Regions from separate parts of the Mus musculus genome. Here region 2 is linked to region 1. Evidence: chromatin contacts called from public promoter capture Hi-C data. All regions are on one chromosome and are shown on one strand. Each heading gives the region's core, a stretch centred on a gene start, on an enhancer-like site or on the middle of the called end of the contact. The rest is flanking DNA. Distances are from core to core; before and after follow the strand shown.

Region 1 (6,153 bases), core at 2,227-4,726:
CACTCCCACTTCTTGGCCCTGCCGTTCCCCTGTACTGGGGCATATAAAGTTTGCAAGTCCTAGGGGCCTCTCTTCCCAATGATGGCCGACTAGGCCATCTTCTGCTACATATGCAGCTAGAGACACAAGCTCTGGGGGTACTGGTTAGTTCATATTGTTGTTCCACCTAGAGACTACTCCACCGGGGATCCATCTCATAATCAACCACCAACCCAGCACTATTGCTTATGCCAGCAAGATTTTGCTGAAGGGACCCTGTTACAGCTGTCTCATATGAGGCTATGCCAGTGCCTAGCAAATACAGAAGTGGATGCTCACAGTCATCCATACAATGGTACACGGGGCCCCCAGGGGAGGAGCTAGAGAAAGTACCCAAGGAGCTGAAGGGGTCTGCAACCCAAGGCAACTCTTATAAGGACATCATTTAATTGGGGCTGACTTACAGGTTCAGAGGTTCAGTCCATTTTCATCAAGGCAGGAACATGGCAACAACCAGGCAGGCATGGTGCAGGAAGAGCTGAGAATTCTACATCTTCATCTGAAGGCTGCTAGCATAGCAGAACACTGGCTTCTGGGCAGCTAGGATGAGGGTTTGGTTTGGTTTGGTTTGGTTTGGTCTTTGTTTTGTTTTGTTTTGTTTTTTGAGACAGACACAGTTTCTCTGTGTAGCCCTGATTGTCCTGGAACTTACTCTGTAGAACAGCTAGCCTCAAACTCAGAAATCCACCTGCTTCTGCCTCTGCCTCCCAAGTGCTGGGGATTAAAGGTGTGTGCCACCACTACCGGGCCAGATGAGGGTCTTAAAGCCCACACCCACAGTGATGCACCTACTCCAACAGGGTCACACCTTCTAAAAGTGCCACCCCCTACTCCAAGTAAATACAAACCATCACACTACATTAGTTCCCCGACCTGTGGAATAAGGGCTGTTATATTTGGAAAGGCTAAATGGAAGCCTTTAGAGTTTCCTCTCTCAAGGAAAATGGTGAATCAAAAACACTGAAAGGGCTGGGCAGTGGTGGTGCATGCCTTTAATCCCAGCACTTGGGAGGCAGAGGCAGGCAGATTTCTGAGTTCAAGGCCAGCCTGGTCTACAGAGTGAGTTCCAGGACAGCCAGGGCTACACAGAGAAACCCTGTCTCGAACCACAACCCCAAAATAAATAAAGTTGGACCTTTCCACTTCAAAAGATCTGGATCAAAGGTTTATCTTTCTACCTCAAATCCTGATTAGCAGTAGGTCTCCCTACTTCTAACAATTCAATTAAGAAACAATCCCTCACAGTTATTTGAGTTTTACTTAATCCCAGATGTAGTCAAATTGACCTACAATCCAGAATTGGAAGGCTCACCACTCCAATCTGGGGGCTGGGAGATACAAGTTTCTGACCTGGATCTTGGCATGGAGATCTAGAGGCATGGTGGATATGAATTCCAGGAAATTAAGACAGGGAGATCTCTGAGTTCAAGGTCAGCTGTGGTTAAAGGCAAGGTGGCACACACCTTTAATCTGGGCCACACCTTCTGCTGGAGGCCTACAAAAAGACGTTGGAAGAAGGAAGATTTGCTCTCTCTCCTTCACCTGCTTGCATTGTGGGACTGAACAACTGCTAGATCCTTGGACTTCCATTCACAGCTGCTGCTGACCATTGTTGGGAGTTGGACTACAGACTGTAAGTCATCAACAAATTCCCTTACTATATAGAGACTACCCATAAGTTCTGTGACTCTAGAGAACCCTGACTAGTACAATGTGTTCAAATATATGTGTCTGTACCACAATATGCCTACCAAGACCAGAAATGGTCATCAGGTCTTCTGGAACTAGAGTTACAATTGTGAGCCATGATGTGGGTGCTGGAAATTGAATCCAGGTCCTCTGAAAGAGCAACAAGTACTCTTAATCACTGAGCCATCTCTCCAGCCCCAAGTTAATCTTTAAATTTAAAATAGTGTCTCTGAACTTCTTTGGTATTTGAATTTGTATCTCATTATCTTTTACACTAGAAATCTTTGAAGAAAGTAACATTAAAATGTTTGTACTACAATATATGTAACTTCAAAACCATAGCAACAATGTTATAACTACAAATCACTTAGTGAAACTGAGTGATTCTTAGGTATCTAGGACAGAGCCCTCTGTAGGCACAGAGCCAGAGCATGAAATTCAAACACTGCAGCTATATTCTTTCTTTTGTGTATCTTTCAGTTCCGCTATCAATTTTAATTTGAATTGATTCCTTTCAATTTGTTTTGGACTCTGGAGGGATTTTCTTGTTTTACCTATTCGTTTCATAAGTTTTGAAAACTCACAAGTCTTGCTGTTTCTACCTTTATCTCCTACAGCCATTACCCTCTTTTGAGTAACTATTAAGTTTCTGCAATATTCTTCCATTTTCTCGATATGTGCCTACATATATGTGTATATGTATTTCTACACCTTGCTTTATTCACTCAAGCCAGGACTCATTCCAAAGTAACACATAACTATTAATGTCTGCATCCTCACCAGGAAACAGGATTTCAATGTATATTTCCATTATAAACAAAGTTGATCCTCCTTCTATGGAATATTTTAAGGATCTGTGAACCATCTGTTCACGTCCTTCTCCATTTTCTTTAGTTTTCCAAGGACCCTGCGATGTAAACTACCTAGTGGTGGCATCTGGTCTCTACTGTAACTGTATCCTTATAAATGATCTCAGGCAGGGCACCTACGCTGGGGATTAACCGGGCTCATAAAACCGACTAAGCCTAAATATGACTGTCCCATCTGGGAAGTGCTGAAGAGACTGCCGAGCACCGCTGTTCTTGCTAGAGTACTCCAGAACCCTCACCCGGCTGCCTTCCCGGGGCTTCCAGTCTGCCCACACGCGCAGCCTCCTGGCTCCTCGACTCAAACCCAAAGACGCCCCGGGGCAAAGCCGGCGGCCCCAAGAACGGCGACGGCTTCTAAGTCCCCCTCCCCCGCCCCCAACTTAAAACGAGGGGCGCTTAAGCATGAAGCCGCTGTCTCCCCGTTCCGGCACGATGCGCGGAAGCATCCTGAGCTGTGAGACTGCCTGGAAGAGCCAATCACGCGCTTGTCGGCTCGGATTCCTCCGCCCAGGCCGCGCAGCAGCCGCAGGTGGCCCCGCCGAGCTTGTCCGGCAGCGGCCGTCGTCCCGAGATGCCTCGCGGGTGACCTCCGACCTCGCGGGCCCGCCCTTCTCTCCGGCCGCTTCCCTTCCCAGCCCCGCTGAGCTTGCAGAGCCCCGACGGGGCCGGTGCGGGCTTCCGCGGACTGTCTCCGTGCGGCGGCGGCGTAGTGCCGCTGCCTCTCCGCGCCCCGAGGTCCCGAGCGGGGCCGAGCCGGCCGCCCCTCGCCCCTTCTCTCCAGAGGCGCCCGGCGCGGTGACCGAGGAGGCGCCCGAGAGGCGCGTCTCGGGTGAGTGGGCCACGGGCGGGGTCTCCGCGGCGCGCTCGGGGCGGGGCGCAGTCCGGGCGGGGCGGGGCCGGCGGCAGGGCCGGCTTTCCTCCCTCAGCGCCATTTTGTGGCTGCGAGACCCGCAAATAAAGGTTCTCGCCAGCGCTGCGGCGGGAGGAGCGCGGGGGGGCCGGCGGCGGCGCGGCCTCGGCCTGTGTGACTGGCGGCGCCCGCGCAGCCTCGGGCTGGGAAGGTAGGTGCAGCCCGCAGCGGGAATGGCCACGAGGGCCTGTGGGGCCGGGGAGCGAGGCGCGGCCGCCCTAGACCCGGGGAAATGCACTCCGGGCCGGAAGGGCGACCGGGCCTGCGGCCGTGCAGGTTTCCCGTTAGGCAGAGCGGTTTGCTGCCCGTGGGGATCCTTGCACCGCTTCGCGGCCATTCTACTTCCGTCCCTGACGGCAGGGGACAGGGCGGGCGTTCCCGCGGCCGGGGAGGCGGGGAGGCCGGAGGCCGCCCTCTCGGGGCTGACTGGCCATGCCGGTCCTTTCCCCGCCTCTGTCGCCCCCTCCCACCTTCCAGGGTTCGTCACCGGGGACCCAGAGGTACCCACAGTTCTGTATGGCACAAGTGAAGCATTCTGTTTTGTTTTTTGGGTTTTTTTTTTGTTAAAAACAATTCCGTACCACGTAGTAGCTTGTCTTTGCAACCACGTTCACCTGTGGACTTCCATTTTTACATAAGTGCATGCATTGTGAGAGTAGTTCTTTTTTTTTTTTTTTTTTGACAGCTTAGTGGAATTTTTCGTGAACTTCTAGTCTAGTTTTGGATTTCTGTATGGCTGATTTGACCGTATTTAAAATTGTTTTGCATAAGACAGCGGGTGCACGGTAGAACAAGACCTAAGTTTTCCTCTCTGTGTACATGTTTTATGGGCGTGGGGGGCGGCTAGGCCTTGTGCATGCACGCTAGGCCAGCCTTCTGCCGTTCAGCAATTCCCCGAGCCCACAGTTCTTGGTTTGAGAATGAGGAAGTCAGTTAATTTGACCCCAAAGGACTAAGAATACACTGTAAGCTGGTTGTAAAGATCGGTGAGCCTGTTAAAGCTTCAAGGAGCATGTTATAATCCTCTACGTTTTATTTACGCCTTTTTCATCGTTTTCACGCTCTACCCTAGCCTTTTCATTTAGTTAATTTTATTGTTTGGAAAGATAGGTGGAAGTCACAGATCAGTTACTACAAATTCTACCTTTCTTTCCCTTTAGCTTATGTTTGAGCTTTGGGACTGGAGAGTTGGCTCAGCAGTTTCTCTTCCAGCACCGGAATGATGGCTCTTGACCATCCTTAACTCTTGTTCTGGAATTTTGACTTCCCACTTCTGACCTCAGTGGGTGGCATCAGGCGTGCACGTGATGCACATATATACGTGCAAAACATTCATAAAACATTTTTAAATGCGGTCTGGAGAGAGATGGTTCAGCGGTTAAGAGAACTGACTGCTCTTCCAAAGGCCTGAGTTCAAATCCCAGCAACCACATGGTAGCTCACAACCACCCATAAAGAGATCTGAAGCCCTCTTCTGGTGTATCTGAAGACAGCTACAGTGTACTTACCATATAATAAATTTAAAAATTTTTTAAATGCCTTTTTTTTAAACGCTTTTTTTTCTTTTAAACCAAGCATCATGTTTTCTTATAGGTAAACATGTAGACGATTTGAAACTATTGAAAACAGACATTTTTGAGGTGGCTAGGTTTCACTCATTCATTCACTACTGCTGGGGCAAGTTAGGGGAGGTTGCAGTCTACAGGATGGCTTCTGATATGATTGAAACTGAATTTTAAGGATTTGGGCAGATGGGTTTCTAAGAGTGCTTTAGTTCTTCACTCTTAAACAGATGAGTGTGTTTGTACACTATGTTATGACTTGTATTTTTTGTTTTTGTTTTGGTTTTTTTCTAGTTCATTTTTTTCCTTTTTTTAAATTTCATTTACATTTCCAATGCTATCCCAAAAGTCCCTCACACGCTCCCCCACCCACCCACTCCCACTTCTTGGCCCTGGCGTTCCCCTGTACTGAGGCATATAAAGTTTGCACGACTAATGGGCCTCTCTTTCCACTGATGGCCGACTAGGCCATTTTCTGATTCATATGCAGCTAGAGACAGGAGCTCCAGGGGGGTACTGGTTAGTTCATATTGTTGTTCCACCTATAGGTTTGCAGATCCCTTTAGCTCCTTGGGTACTTTCTCTAGCTCCTCCATTGGGGCACTGTGATCCATCCAATAGCTGACTGTGAGCATCCACTTCTGTGTTTGCTAGGCCCCGGTTTTGTTTTTCTTTTTCTTTTTTTTTTAATTAAAGATTTATTTATTTATTTATTTATTATATATGAGTACACTGTAGCTATCTTCAGACACACTAGAAGAGGGCGTCAGATCCCATTGTAGATGGTTGTGAGCCACCATGTGGTTGCTGGGATTTGAACTCAGGACCTCTGGAAGAGCAGTCAGTGCTCTTAACCACTGAGCCACCTCACCAGCCCCGGTTTTGTTTTTCGAGACAGGGTTTCTCTGTATAGTCCTGGCTGTCCTGGAGCTCACTTTGTAGACCAGGCTGGCCTCAAACTCAGAAATCCGCCTGCCTCTGCCTCCGGAGTGCTGGGATTAAAGGCGTGTGCCACCACGCCCCGGCAACTTGTAATTTTCAAGCCTCCTCTTGTCATATGTATCTAATGTAGGCTCCTCTTGTA
Region 2 (5,987 bases), core at 845-3,344, 2.0 Mb before region 1:
GGTATAGGATCCTGGACCACACAGAAAGGAAAGATTGAGTTGAGAGCATTCTCTTTGCACTCTGGGTGGTGATGTGACCCCTGGACTGTATGTACACTTGAACGGAGCCAGAGAAACTCTTTCTCCCATAGGTTGCTTGGTCAGAGTACTTTTTTACATCAGGGAAAGAACTAGACAAATCCCAGGTTCCACATTATATATACTATATTTGTCTCTCGTCTCTCTCTTTCTTTTTTCTTTTTCTTTTCCTTCTTTTTGTTTTGTTTTGTTTTGTTTTGTTTTGTTTTGTTTGTTTTTCGAGACAGGGTTTCTCTGTATAGCCCTGGCTGTCCTGGAACTCACTTTGTTGACCAGGTTGGCCTCGAATTCAGAAATCCACCTGCCTCTGCCTCCCGAGTGCTGGGATTAAAGGCATGTGCCACCACGCCCGGCCCCCTCTCTCATTTCTTAACTTTCAAATTTTATAACATTAAAATCTTTTTGTTTTTTAATTGCAAGTATGCTCTTTCCCACCTACGATGCCCTTAAGTTCAGTTATATATATTTGTGTATCACTTTATCTTGAAGCTGCAGACATCCTGCTCTATGGCAGGCACTCCCTTCACCTCTACATTATTTGTCGGCTCTATACTTCATGTGGATACACTATATATATTTCAAAGGAGGAGAGAAGTGCTGGGCTTACTTTCTGGAGCTAGAAGCTGTGGCTGTGAAAGGGAACTCGAATTCTAAAATCCAAGAGCTAGATCACCACCACCTTTTCTGGTTTGGTCCCCTACATTCTTGGAAGTGTTGTGGGGAGTGGAGGGGATGGGGGGTGGGGGATGTAGGCCTGCCTCTCTGCCCCTTGCCTTTGTCCATTGGACCTGTTGTCTTCCTGGTGCTCTTTTCAAAGGGTGGGGTACGGCCTTTCCTGTGGCGAAGTCTAAGCACTAACATCAATATAAATCCTGTCCAAACACCATTGGACAATTGGCTTCCATTTCCAGGAATTCCCAATCCTGTGTCCTGCAGGTGACTGTGCTGACTCTGTCATATGATTTTGGGAACCTTCCCTATGTTCTCCTTGCCTGACTGGGTTCCGTTCAACCTGAGTGCTGCTGTGACTTTTCCCGTGGCCATGGGGGCCACTACGCCAAGGTCACAGGAGAAGCAGTTGTAGAACAAATGAGCCAAGAGCGCCTTGGGGATCCTGGGGTGTGTGGAGTGAAGATGGAGAGGTGGGGTGGAGAAGTCAGAAAGGACTCAGGAGAAGGGGATCTCAAAGAGGGAGGAGGCGGAGCTCCTGGGGTGGTTGACCCTAAGGGCTGCGAGAGAGGAGGAAGTGGGCTGAGGACACTAATCCTTCATTTACAGAAGGGAGCGAGGACCCTGGTGGAGAAGGGGAGGTCGCCGCGGCTGTGGAGACCCCGGGCTGAGAGGAGGGGCTGGGGACCGGTAGGGGTGGGGTTGGTGGGAGGATACCGCGCGGTAGGGACCCTCAGCTAAGGTGCTGATGATCGGGAGTGGGGAGGACACGGCGGCGTGGTGGCGACCCCGGGCTGAGGGGAGGAGCTGGGTACGGGGGAGGGATTGGAGAACAAGCGTGGTGAAGACACATCTTTGAGGGGAGGGGCTAGGGACCCAGGTGGGGACAAGGCAGGCACCGCCGACTGAGGACCCCCGGCTGACGCGCAGCGGAGGAGGGGAGGGGGCGGGACCGCGGCGGGGCGGGGCGGCGCGGAGCCGCGGCTGACGCGGAGGGCCGGGCCGGGGGCGCAGGGAAGGGGCGGCAGCGAGCTCGCCAGGCGGCCAGGAACCCGGGTGGGGCCGGGACCGAGGCGGTGGCTGGCCAGCGGAGCTCAGGCCGGGCGCGGCGCGCCGGGTGAAGGCGGCAAGGCGGCAAGGCCCCGGCCGAGGCCGGCGGAGCCGCGCAGCTGCGGCCGGCTGACGTGAGCGGCGTGCGGGTCCCGGCCGGCAGCGCGCTGGCGGCCATGGCGGTGGCGCTGGCGGGCCGCGGGGCGCGCGGCGGCAGGGGCCGGCCCCCGGGCGGGCGGGCGGAGGGGGCGGGGCCGGGGCGCCGGGCGGCCCGCGCGACAGCGGCGGCAGCGGCGGCGGCGGCGGCCGCTGGGACTAGGCGAAGGCGGCGACGACGACGGAGGCGCGGGGCGCTTGGGCTGATGGCAGCGGCCGGGCCCGGGGCGGCGCTGTCCCCGGGGCGGTGCGACAGCGACCCGGCCTCCCCCGGAGCGCAGTCCCCAAAGGTGAGCGGAGCGCGCTGCCCAAGGGGCAGCGGCCCAGGCCGGGCTCGGGAGAGAAGAGGAGACCGGGCGGCGGGTCCTGGAGCAACAAGTGCGGCGGACAGTGGGCGCGGACGTCGGGGAGACCTGCGCGGCGGGGTGGGAAGTTGTCCGGGAATAGCTGGGACCGGGGGACTCGGGAAGAGTGCTTGAGACGAAGCGCCCCCAGCCTGGGAAAGTCGGAAAAGTTGGCGGCCTTGGGGATCTCAGTCGGGGAGACGCTGAGCGGGACGTGCGCTCGGGGTCCCGAGTTGGCAGAACGTGGTTTCACACCCACAGACCCGGCCAGCCGAGGTGGCCCCCGCCACGTGCCGGTCCTCCCTGGTGGGGTCTCTGACTGCTCGCAGGGGGCTGCTGGCTCCCTGTCCTGACCGAGGATGGTGCGGAGGGGAGGGCCTTACCTGGAACGTAGCCCTTAGGATTCCTACAGTTGTGAGCTGGTAAACTCTGTGTCAACTTCCGTTATTGTTTCTTTTCGAGAGGATCATTGTTTTTAAGTAAAAGTATTGACATACAGAAATCCTTAAAATGTCCACAAATTAATAAAATAGTGCTTAAAATTAACGGTGTCAAGCCAGTATGGACCATGAATACAGTGAAAAACATACTAAGAAATTTAATTATCTTTCAACTTCTTGATTGTTAGCTTTAAAAGGGAATATTAAGTCTACTTGATTTCATTCTTGAAGAGTGAAAAGGGGAATGATTTCTATGTTCTTTTTTAATTTGGAAAGTAATTTTAGTAAATTCCTAGGTGCTGGAGACATAATGAAATATAAAGTCACTGCTAATCACAACGTTAACATATATCAGACAGCTATGTGCTACCTGGCTCTTATGTGATCACTTCACTGCATCCTTGCATCAGCCACCTAGGCTTTAGGACTGGGGAGAAGCTTGCAGCACACAGCTGGTGGAGGGCAGTGCTCAGTAAGATTCTCTGGCAGCCCGCAGTGCCATGCTGACTTGGCATGCTAGCCTGTGCTGCCTTTTCATTCCCTTCCGTGGGCCTTTATTGAAATTTATAGTAAGAGTAGTAGTGTTAGGAGCTATAGTACCTTGATTTAAAAAAAAAATAGGAGTTTAAGCCTATTAATTAACGTAATGAATTGTTTTTAAAACATTTGATTACTTATTTCCTTAATGGAATGGCTCAACAACCTATATCTCCTATGAGTTTATCACAAAGTGTTGAATTTCTGCCGCAGAAGAAAAGGAATGTAGTTAGACGTGGTAACCTGTATCCAGTCCTTCTTCATCTCCAAAGTAGCTAATTAAAATGCGCCTCCGGGGGGCCAGTTGTAAGCTGAAGGGTACTATGAAACTTACTAGTATTTATTTCCCAGCTCAAATAGGAAGGCTTGCTTTGATTTTTAAAGTGGTGTGGCTACTAAAAAGCAGATGTTTGAACACAATCTAGTTGGTAAGAAAGTGAAAGCAGAGTACATTTAAAATACAGTTGAAAATTTAATTTCATTTCGATTAAAGGTCAGATTTTAGTTTTATTCATTCTTAAATTTTCTAATTTTTTAATCATTTAAATGTACAGGATGATAATGAAGATAACTCAAATGATGGGACCCATCCATGTAAAAGGAGGCGAATGGGCTCAGGAGACAGCTCAAGAAGTTGTGAGACTTCAAGTCAAGATCTTAGGTACTTTAAGGTTCAGTAGTAACTTTCGTAGACTTTTGCTCACTTCTTCTTCTCCTGCCTATTCCAGGCAGCAGAAACAGTTATTAAAAATTATATGTGTTGGCTGGAGAAATGGCTCAGAAGTTAAGAGTGCTTGCTTAACTGGAGGTTGGTTAGCAGCCCCACATCTCATCTCATAAGCTCCTGTAAACTCTGGAGGATCTCATGGTCCATTCCGGCCTCCACAAATGTCTGTATAGAGAGCAAACAAACAAATCTTCTAAAAAAGTCATATACTATCAAAGTAGGTCTCACTCCTGATAACTGTTAAAAAGTTATGGTAAAGTAGGTATATAAAACTCACCATTGTAACACTTTTTATATATAAAGAGTATATTTCAGTACAACCATCACTCTCGGCCCTTTCCAAAACTTTAGTAACTCAAACTGCCTAACCCTCCAGTACCTCCCATCCCTTCCTGCCTCCAGCTGCTGGTTACCACAGTTCTACTTCCTGCCCTGAGTATGAACCAGACAGTACCTGCCCCGTGTTATCTGGCTTACCCATAACCATAGTATCTTCAAGGTTCATCGTGTTGGAGCTCCTTAAGTCTGAACAATATTCCATCGTATGTTCTGCTACATTGTGCTCATTCACCTGCAGGCTGGGGTAGTTAATGCTGAAGTGAACACTGGCATTCAGACCCCTGTTCTTAATACTCTGGTATATAACTAGAAGTAGAAAGCTGTACCACACGTTGATTCTGTCTTCAGACTTTTTAAGGACCTTCCATACATTTCCATAGCAGTAGTACCAGTCTGCATTTCCACCAACAATACACCTTGCAACATTATTTTTGCTCATTTTGCTGATAGGCGTCCAGAAAGACATAAGGTGATCACCCACTGTGATTCTGTGTTGTATACCATGGCTAGTGGTGCTTGCCGAATATTTTTTAGGTGCTCTTTGATCATTTGATTTATGTTTTTGGAGAAATGTCTATTTACTTCTCTGTCCATTTCTCCACCCCTACCCCAGTTTTTGTTTTTGTTTTTGTTTTTGTTTTTTTGAGACAGGGTCTTAGTATGTTTCTCTGGCTGTCCTTGAATTTACTATGTACATGAGGCTGGCTCACAGAGCTAGATTAAAGGCATGCACCACTGTGCCCAGCTGTCCATTTCTCTTTTATTTTGTGCTGATGAGTTATGGGGCTCCTTTATGTATTCTGCATATGAATTCCTTTATCAGGTTTGTAAGTAATTCCCAGCACTCTGGCTCTTTCCCCCTGTAGTTGATAGTGTCACTTTCTAAAATCTAACTTTAATGTCTGCTTTTATAACTTTTGTTTTGAGTGTTAAGTCTAAGAATCTGTTGCTAACATAGGGTTTTCTAGGCAGCTCTTACATTTAGGATTTTAATTCATTCTGAGCTACCTTTTGGATGTGATGTGACAGGAGGTGAGGGTCTTTTCTGTAGCTTTGCGTGTTTCTGTTCTTTTGTAGCACCAGGTTTGGGTGCTTCATGAGCTAGTTTTTGAATGAATAAATGAAGCAAACCGTGGTTGTACTCCTGCCTCTAATTTAGAAGTTGGATTATGGAGATCGACACGTTCCTTCCCGACTTTGCTACTCAGGATTGCAGCTGAGTGCAGCACACTGCAACTTTCAGATAGATCTGGTCTTTGCTTCTGGGTTTGTAAAGTATAAAGAAATAAAATTATTGCTTATTGTCCAGTTCATTGAGAAAGCAGTTCTTGGAATTTCTGCTTTTCCAGTTGTCTGTGACTTACCTAGCGATAAATAAGGGTTAGAAGTTGCTTAAGTTGTATCTGGTATGCATGAAGTAATTGTGGTGAATGTTAAATTAAAAATATGTTAGAGTTGCTGCCTGCTTTGGTTTCTTAGACCTAGCAGTTAGGAGTCTTGAGTTTTACATTTTAACCTGCGTGTCTTTATGTGTGTGCACATGTGGGCGTGGGTACCTGCAGAGGCCGGGAGACTGTAGTAGACCCTGAGCTAGCGTTAGGACAGTTGTGAGATACCTGATGTGGTGCTAGGAACCGAATGCTCAGC

Evidence for each region. Promoter capture Hi-C pulls out the DNA fragments that hold promoters and counts their contacts.
Region 2: a promoter capture Hi-C map of erythroid cells shows a contact between it and region 1, with 12 times the contacts expected there. The contact joins the promoter of Phf10 here to the promoter of Wtap in region 1. A contact is called at or near these places in 4 of 39 promoter capture datasets (the C10 cell line, erythroid cells, liver and 1 more) and 2 of 115 datasets of contacts at active chromatin or transcription factors (astrocytes and stem cell-derived neural progenitor cells).

The regions. Positions count from the first base shown.
Region 1 is chr17:12,989,582-12,995,734 of GRCm38.p6, reverse strand. Wtap (Wilms tumour 1-associating protein) reads left to right here and starts at 3,476. Exons shown (of 8, transcript NM_001113533.1): 1 at 3,476-3,658.
Region 2 is chr17:14,957,367-14,963,353 of GRCm38.p6, reverse strand. It overlaps Phf10 (PHD finger protein 10), which reads left to right and starts at 2,094. Exons shown (of 12, transcript NM_024250.4): 1 at 2,094-2,243; 2 at 3,829-3,935. The coding sequence starts at 2,160.